Linked DNA regions of Mus musculus: region 1 is linked to region 2. Evidence: chromatin contacts called from public promoter capture Hi-C data. All regions are on one chromosome and are shown on one strand. Each heading gives the region's core, a stretch centred on a gene start, on an enhancer-like site or on the middle of the called end of the contact. The rest is flanking DNA. Distances are from core to core; before and after follow the strand shown.

Region 1 (4,325 bases), core at 630-3,129, 620 kb after region 2:
CTTCTTGAGGGACAGCAGGACCAGCTGCAAGATGGGGGAGGGCACAAGGGAGGGAGGTCAGGCTAGTGTCAGCATCACAGTGGGGTGGGCGGGGGTTGGGGGGCAGGGAAGCACTCACCTTTATCTACATTAGGGTTTAGGAAAGTGGGCCAGTCTTCCTCGTACACAGGGATGTCTTCTGGAGAGGAAGGGGGCTGCACTACAGAACAGGCAGTTGTGAGGCAGACAGTGGGGTGGGGGGGTCCCTCCCTTCCTGAGGAGCAGGAAGTACACTAGATTAGAGGTCTCAACGGGAACTGAGAGGGCTTTGGGGCAGCCTCACCTTCTCTTTGTTCCTCAAAGAGGGGAGGGTCATGCAGAGAAGTTACAGAGTGGTCAACTCGGAGTCTCCGGGTTTGTGGTGGGGAAGGGGGTGCTGCATAACCTACTAGAGGCAAGAGGGGAGACACTCAGAGCCTCCCAATTGCATGCTTGTTCCCCACAAATTCTACAGCCATGCTGTCCTGAGCACCCGTCTTCATCCGATCTGGTTAGTTCTGAGGCTCTCACCTTCATGGAGGTGCTGGAAGAGGCGCTCTGGCGTCATCTCTCGCTGGTCTGAAGCCTTGAAGGCTAGAGGAAGGAAAGACAAAAGTCAGGCAGTTTTGAGGCGTCCTTTCCTGGTCCTGGACAGAGGATGGGGAGGCTGTGGAGGCCGAGACTGTGGAAAGCCCGCTGTGGGGGAGCCACCTGTCACACACCTCCCCTCTGAGTGGCTGGGTTCTGAGTTGGGGTCTAAAAGAATGTGGCTGGGAATGGAGGTCTGATTTCCTGTCAGTATCTCCCTTGGATGGGGCTTGTGGCTGCCGTCCCCTCCAATGCGCTGATGTTCCAGGATCCACCTCTCTTCAAACTTCTTCCTATAGGCCTTTAAAAATACTTTTGGCCTTTGGGTGGGACGGTTAGCCAAATGTTTAAGTGCCTTCCCCTTCAATCTCAGCTTATTTTAGGTTTCTTAAACAAGAAAAATATTATTTGTGTATGTGTGGAGGGGGCCAGTGTGTCACCGTGGTGATGTGTATAGGTCAGAGGACAACTTGTGGGAGTCATTTCTCCCCTTCCATGTGGGTTACTGGGACGGAATACAGGTCACCAGGCTGGCAAAGCACCTTCACATCTGGAGCTGAACCGAAGGCACAAACCTAGGAACCAGGACAGCAGCGAGGTGGAGCTGTCTCAGACACGGCTATCTATAGAAGGATCTAAGTCTCTGTCCTGTCCAGAGTTGGTATTTCCTTTTGTTCAGACTTCAAAGCAGTGCGTGTGTGTAATAGGGGGTGAATGTGGGTGAACTCTAACTCGTCCTCTGACCAGAGTGAGCCAGTCTAGGCTCCCTGGCTCGGTAGGCTGAGTTTTAGCAGCCCGAGGGCTTCTTTTCCTCCTCACCTGCCTCCTCGTCCCTCCTCACGTGTTCTGACAGGAGGATCCTCACCCTGTAAACTCACCTGTCTTGTGTCTATTTGACTCTAATTTTTGTGTTTCTTAGCAACTACCTCTAGCTATTCTGCTCCTGTTCCAGCCTCCATGGTTAAAGGTTCAGCCCCACTTCACAGTGACATGTTCATATAAAGGAAGCCAATCACCCAACTGCTGAGCTCTTTGGAGCCAGACTCTTAAGCAACTGCTGACCCCACCCCGACTCACCTCCCTCAGAGGCAGCAGAAGCAAGAGCCAAGCAGGCCAAGATCAAGGCTGCTCTGGATACGGTCCCCATCCTGGGGCAAGAACTGGTCACTGGTCACCCAGAAGCTGGTTGTCACAGGCAGATCTAGACTTGAAGGGGTTGGGCCACTTGCTGCAAGCCTGCTCCCCTGGCTGTTGCTACTGCCGTTGTGAACTTCAAGGCCTGCTGTCTGTCTCTCTTTATATGCTATCTCCCGCCCCCCTGTTTCCTGCCATGACTCAGTCCCTGCTGCTCCTCCTCTTACAGCCACTCCTCCCAGACTCCTGGAGCCTCCTTAGCCTGGGAAGAATGGAGGTGATGGAAGGGAGCACTCCTGGATCCCCTCCAAACTGATGCAGAGGATCATGGAGCAAGTTGTCATCTGGACCCTTAATTTGTGCCTCAGTTTCCCATCTGCATACTGTCCTTTATAAAGAATGGATCTGACACTCTCCTGAGTGGGAGTGGGAGGAGAATGGCTGCCTGAGGCAGTGCCCTTGCTGGTCAGAGGCCTCAGTATCCCTTTGCCTCAGGTCTGGGAAAGAGGGAGTAAAGCATTCGGACTCAGATGAAGGCACAGCCTTGGCTTCAAGTATATTTTTATTCTCCTTCTATCCAGTCAGTACAGCATTCCTTTCTGTGGGGAGCCCCCACACCATGTCTATTTTCAGAGAGCAGTTCTGAGGCCTCGGGGACATGCGGGGCTGCCAGCTGGGTTACTGTCCCGTGGAAAGGGACGGACGGCTCTCATGAGTCTGTACATCACCAATGGACATGACTCAGAACACTTCTTCTGCATTGGGGACCCTGGCGTTCTGTAACTCCAGCAGTCTCTGCACGGACTCGGCCAGGTCTCGCTCCCCGAGCTGCCGGTTATCTCGCGTGCGTACGTTCACTGTCCTTTGACTCTGCTCTCTCTGGCCAACCACTGCAGGAAGAGGAAAGATTTGCAAACCCAAGCAAAAGTCACCCTATGGGTTGTTTCCTTTTGCTTTGCAGAAACTTCAAACTCCTGAATCTTTAGGAAAGGTAGGAGCAGAGCCTAGCCGTGGCTGAAGCCCATGCTTAGCTCGCCTGCCCTGCTGCTGACTGTCCACTCTGATGAGATAAGGAAGTGGGCCGGGCTTTACTCCCCTCTCCCTGCAGGTCAGGAGCCCAGGGCTGGGAGATACAGAGTCAGTTAGACAGAGACAAACATGGAGAGCTACACAAAAAGAAAAACTGTATGTGTGTGACCTGGGGGGAGGGGTACGGTACAGGAAGGGGAAACAGCAGGGCGGGGCTTGCTCTCAGTGCTGCCAAGGCAACGGGCATGCGTGATGCCCCAGTCAGGCGGTCTGGCTAGGAGTTTCTGCTTCTTGCTTCCAGAGGCCCAAGAGTCAGGAGCAACTTCCTTCCCTAAGACCTTTCTTGTCCCCTAGAGCTGCCTCCACCCACACAACAATAAACAAGGCAATTAATTAATGCCTTTATTGGTTTTGGTGCTGGGACCTAACTCATTGGAGGCCAGTGCTCCACCACAGAGCACTACAGCTTCTGGTTCACTGATAATCTTGCTACATACAGCCCACAGTGGCCTCACATGTTTGCCCTCCCTCCTGTACCTGCCAAATCCTGGGATTACAGGTGTGCCTACCATGCCTGGCTTCAACTGATGCCTTCTTAATCCTCTCCTGTCCCTTCCTCTTTGATGCTGGCCTGGTTAATTAACTTACAGAAACAGCCTAGGGTAGGGTTAATGAGAAGACAACTGTTCTGAGGGATGGAATAGGTTGTGGGAAGGAGCAATGGAAGGCAGGCAGATTAGTCAGGCTCCTACCCAGCCCAGGTAATGAGTCCCAATTAATTCAATGTACACAGAGCTAAACAATAGAGTTAGTACAGAGAATGCAGAGCTTGGGGCTCTGAGGTCTACGACTAACCCTCTTACCAAACTGAAAGTTGTAGTGGGCAAGCTGGGCCCGGCGGACTCTCCGGCTGAGGGTCAGTCCAGAGTCTGCATCGAGATCACTCACAAGTCCTGCAGCCTGCAGGCACTGTTGCACCTGGGATACAGATTTGGTGATGAGTAAATCTGAATGGAAGCTGAGCTATGATGGTTGGTTACTATTCTTCCTCGGATACTTGTCTCACATCCCCACTTCCTCCAATGCTCTCAGGAGCTGGCTAACTGCCTCTTCTCTGAGATACTGAGGCCTCCTTCCCATCCCTGACCTAAAACCTTTGTGTGCTTCTCACAGAAAATGAAGCCTCAATTATTCTTTGGGCTCTGTCGGTTGTTAGGCACCCATCTCCCAACCAGCTGTTCAACTCTCGTCCGTCCATAGTTTCTCCATAAAGAACCTCATGCGGCTCAGGCTGTGGACCTGTGCACAGCATGACCTTTCCTGATGCTCCTCCTGCCAAGTGCTAGGACTGCAGGCTCCTGTGGTGCTGCAGACTGAGCGCACTGCCTTCTGCACACTAGGTAAATATGCTACCAACTGACCTACAGCTCTAGGCTCACCCCTAACTATTTAAAAAGGGTCTTACTATAAAGCCAAGGCTGAACTCAATTTTTAGATGGAGAATGTTTAGCACACGGGAAAGCTGCCCTCAAGCCCTTCCCACTCTCCTGCAGAGC
Region 2 (4,412 bases), core at 518-3,017:
GAGCCTTGCGTCAGAAGATTGTCATCAAATAGAGACACCTGACCCCTAGACAGTCCCTCTCCTGACCTGGCTCTCCACTCCGCCCTCCCTTCTGCCAACCTTCGCCCTTGTTTCCCTCAGTTCCTCCCTAGTTCATTTCATTTACTTGTGCTCTTCATTTTTTTAATCTAATAAAATGGTAAAATCCTTTTTGTCTGATGTGTAAGGTTGGGGCAGAGGCAGGGGGATTTCTGAGTTCGAGGCCAACCTGGTCTACAGAGTGAGTTCCAGGACAGCCAGGGCTAAACAGACAAATCCTGTCTTGGAAAAAAAAAAAAACAAATAAATAAATAAATAAACCACAAGTTCTTGCTAATTTATCCAGACTAATTTCAGACTCCTGGGCTCAAGCAAGCCTCCCATGTCAACCTTCCAAGCGCTGGGCCTAGAGGGGTAAATCACTGTTCCTGCTCTGTCCTTTTAAGTAGCATGTATTTACTAAGTAGTGGGTGTCATAAAGATGCCTGCACTCATGTCTATCATTTTTATTACACTTACCTGGGTTATCCATATTTAACTCTCTTAGTCTGTCTTAGTCAGGGTTCCTATTCCTGCACAAACATCATGACCAATAAGCAAGTTGAGGAGGAAAAGGTTTATTCAGCTTATACTTTCCACATTGCTGTTAATCACCAAAGGAAGTCAAGCAGGTCAGGGAGCAGGAGCTGATGCAGAGGCCATGGAGGGATGTTACTGGCTTGCTCAGTTTGCTCTCTTACAGAACCCAAGACTACCAGCCCAGAGATGGTCCCACCCACAAGGGGCCTTTCCCCCTTGTTCACTAATTGAGAAAATGCCTTACAGCTGGATCTCATGGAGGCATTTCTTCAACTGAAGCTCCTTTCTCCATGATAACTCCAGCCTGTGTCAAATTGACACATAAAACCAGCCAGTACATAGTCTCTTAAATACCAGAACAAAATCCTTACACTGAGTGTGTGTGTCTCTGTATGTGTCTATGTATACAACCACGTGTCGGGTGGTGCACCTATGCAGAGGCCAGGCAGGGTCATCTGTAATTCCACCTATCCTTTGAGACAGGCTCTCTTTCTGAACCTGGGCTCCTGTTCTCTAGGCTATCAGGAGCCAGCAAGCCCCCAATGTTCCTGTGTCTGCCACCCTGTTATGCTGTTATGTAGGTGCGGGGACCTCACAATTGTGCAGCAGTCTTAACCACCTGAGACCTCTCTCTCTCTCGTTTTTTCAGGACATGGTTTCTCTAGCCCTGGCTGTCCTGGAACTTGTTCTGTAGACCAGGTTGGACCTTGAACTCAGAAATCTGCCTGTCTCTGCCTCCCAAGTGCTACGATTAAAGGCATGTGCCCCCTCTCCCTTTTAAAAAAGTTAAAAAGGAAAAAAAAATTACTACAAGGCTTTGAGCTCACCATGAAGTTCATGCTGCTCTCCGTCTTGTAGCAGTCCTATCTTAGTGTCCCCTGTCAAGGGAATTCAGGTGTGAGGCACAATGGCTGTTACATTGATACATCATCTTCTATTCAGTGCTTTGAGCAGAACTGGTACCCTACCGTAGGAGTCATCTGATTCTCCACTGGAGGACTCTGCTTGCAGGGAAAGAGGACATGTCATGGCTGATACTGGCCACTAGAGGCTCTCAGGGCTGGGCAAGGTATGGGGTCTGTGTATATGTGATCTCCCACCACTCCCCACCTGGCCAGAGCTAAAATAATAAAATGCTGAGCTCACTGTTCCCCCACGCTCTCCCCCGGCACCAGACTCCTCCTGCTGACCGGACAGTGTCCCAGTAGAACAGACGGACCAACTGACAAGGGGAGGTGAGAGGTGACCATTGGGACTGGTAGGTGGGAACAAGGGGTCTTACGGGTGAGAGCCTGGTGGGAGATGGCAGAGTGGGCCTAGGGGAAGAGAGTTGGCATGTCTCTGCTGTGTCCTGCCGCCGATGTTTCTGTCTTGACTCTGTAGCTGCCTTGTCAGTGCCTCACGCTCAGTATCACCTTCCATGTTGAGTGTGGTATGTATTTAGAGCTTGACTGTTTTTCCCACTGAAAGGTGGTGCAAGTTTATCATCCCACCTCCTCATTTAGAAGACTTTTTTTTCTTCTTCTTCTTCTTTTACCCAGGGTTCCAGTGTCACCTTTCTGGTGACAGATTATGGGAACCGAATGCCTTCTGAGGCCACACTGCCCTTCCCCCAATCTGGAAGTGCCCCAGCTTCTAAGCCTTACTTTCCCTTCTGATTTAGACTTTTAGCAAACACAGAAAGTGAGGTCTTGGTCCTTGACAATGAAGGAGGGAGTGAGGGTGTCATTAGAGGCAACCACTCTAACCCAGTCAAGCCTCCTTGCTTACCAGTTTCCAACAGGCCTGGGTAATGGGGAAGAAAGGAGGAATTTTCCTGGAGCTCTCTGCCTCCCCCTCCCACCTTTCAATAGGAACTGGGCGTGGAGCCAGCTGTGCTGGCAGGGCCTCCAGCAGCTGTGTCAGGGCAAGAGACGTTGCCGGGTAAGGTTGTAGGGGAGGGTGCTACCAGGATTTCTCCATCGCACGGTGGGTGGATAGACCCAGCCTGGAGACTAGAATCCCCATCTAGAATGGCTAGAAAGTGCAGGGACTAGGAGGGAAACTAACAGTGAACTATCTGATTTTCCCATCCCTGGCAGACTCTAGTCTCTAAGGTCAGTGTCCTAACTATGGCTGGACTTCTTGTGCCCTCAGTGTCCACATCCAACAACTTTTCTCATGTCCCCCAGGCTGTGAGTGTCACACCGTGGGGAAGGGGTAGGGGCCACCATGTCATCCTATCAGAAGGAACTGGAGAAATACAGAGACATCGACGAAGATGAGATCCTAAGGACCCTGAGCCCTGAAGAGCTAGAACAGCTGGACTGTGAGCTACAAGAAATGGATCCTGAGGTAGGAGCACAGGCCAGGGCATCCCTTTGTATGTGGGAAGGAGTGATTCTAGGTAGCTGAGAACAAGACATGAAATCCCAAAAGGACCAGGGAATATCTGTCTGGAGAGTGCTTAATTTGTTCCCCAAAATTCATCCCTAAGAACATGCTCTTGCCAGCTGGCCTGAGACAACGTGACCAGACAAAGAAGAGTCCAACAGGGCCACTGGACAGAGATGCCCTATTGCAGTACCTGGAGCAACAGGCGCTAGAAGTCAAAGAGCGTGATGACTTGGTGCCCTACACTGGCGAGAAGAAGGGTATGGGCACCCTAACATCTATGCCTCCCAGGAGCCAAATGGCTGTCTCTTGTGCCTCCCTGCTAGCTATTCTCCCTGTCTCCAGTAGCGATCTGTCAGAGACTCAGTCTTGATGACTACATGCTAATTTGTTCTCTTCAGTTTTTTGATTTTTGAGATAGGATCTCCTTGTGCAGCCCGGGTTGGCCCTGAACTAGCAGTCCTACTACTCTAGCTTGCCAAATGCTGAGATCACAGACATCTGCCAGCACACCAGCCTGTCCTCTTCAATCCTTAGGAGGGAATGAGAGGACCAGAGAGTCCCTGTACAACATTCAGGCTTTCTGATGTCACTAGTGATCCAGTCTGACCCCATATGGAAAAGATAGAGAAGGTGGAGCCACCATCTTGGAAGAAACCACCTCTGCCTGAACAGTCCTTCATCTCTCTATCAGGAAAACCCTTTATTCAGCCTAAGAGAGAAATCCCAGCACAGGAACAGATTACGCTGGAGCCTGAGCTGGAGGAAGCGCTGTCCCATGCTACAGATGCTGAAATGTGTGACATTGCAGGTGGGCAGCCGCCGGTCCTTGAAGGTTGGGGATGGGGCTTGTGGCATCTTGACATAGGACTAGGAAAGGCCTGAGCCAGAACACGATGTCTCAGAAACCTTCTAGCAGTGGATTCTCTATGTAGTCCTGGCTGTACTAGAACTCACTCTGTAGATTAGGCTGGCCTCGAGCTCACAGAAATCTGCCTGCTCTGCCTTCTGAGTGCTAGGATTAAAGGCATTCACTATCACTACCTGGCCCAGGCACATTTCTTTTCTTTTTCTTTTTCTTTCTTTTCTTTTCTTTTCTTTTTTTTTTTTTTTTTTTTTTTTTTTTTTTTTTGGAGACAGGGTTTCTCTGTGTAGCCCTGGCTGTCCTGGAACTCACTTTGTAGACCAGGCTGGCCTCGAACTCAGAAATCCACCTGCCTCTGCCTCCCGAGTGCTGGGATTAAAGGCATGTGCCACCACGCCCAGCTTGGTTTTTAACTTTTCTTATTCCCTTGTACATTGGCTCATTCAAGAGCAGCCTTACAGGGGCTGGGAAGGCAGATCAAAGTGGAGCTGTTCTGCCTGAAACTGGCTGAGGATCTTCCTTCTCTGTAGATGGTTCACCCTCTCCTCTCGAAGCTCCTTAAGGGCCTCCTGGGCCC

What was found. Promoter capture Hi-C pulls out the DNA fragments that hold promoters and counts their contacts.
Region 1: a contact with region 2 is called in a promoter capture Hi-C map of hippocampal neurons, with 5 times the contacts expected there. The contact joins the promoter of Ecm1 here to the promoter of Tmod4 in region 2. A contact is called at or near these places in 2 of 39 promoter capture datasets (hippocampal neurons and liver), 1 of 115 datasets of contacts at active chromatin or transcription factors (pancreatic cancer cells) and 1 of 9 other capture datasets (pancreatic islet).

The regions. Positions count from the first base shown.
Region 1 is chr3:95,737,690-95,742,014 of GRCm38.p6, forward strand. It overlaps Ecm1 (extracellular matrix protein 1), which reads right to left and starts at 1,880. Exons shown (of 11, transcript NM_007899.3): 1 at 1,684-1,880; 2 at 550-612; 3 at 323-427; 4 at 119-199; 5 at 1-24. The coding sequence starts at 1,753. It overlaps Tars2 (threonyl-tRNA synthetase 2, mitochondrial (putative)), which reads right to left. Exons shown (of 18, transcript NM_027931.3): 17 at 3,633-3,747; 18 at 2,285-2,630. The coding sequence ends at 2,482.
Region 2 is chr3:95,122,747-95,127,158 of GRCm38.p6, forward strand. Tmod4 (tropomodulin 4) reads left to right here and starts at 1,768. Exons shown (of 10, transcript NM_016712.4): 1 at 1,768-1,832; 2 at 2,769-2,931; 3 at 3,074-3,230; 4 at 3,665-3,781. The coding sequence starts at 2,809. It overlaps Vps72 (vacuolar protein sorting 72), which reads left to right. Exons shown (of 6, transcript NM_009336.2): 6 at 1-305. The coding sequence ends at 32.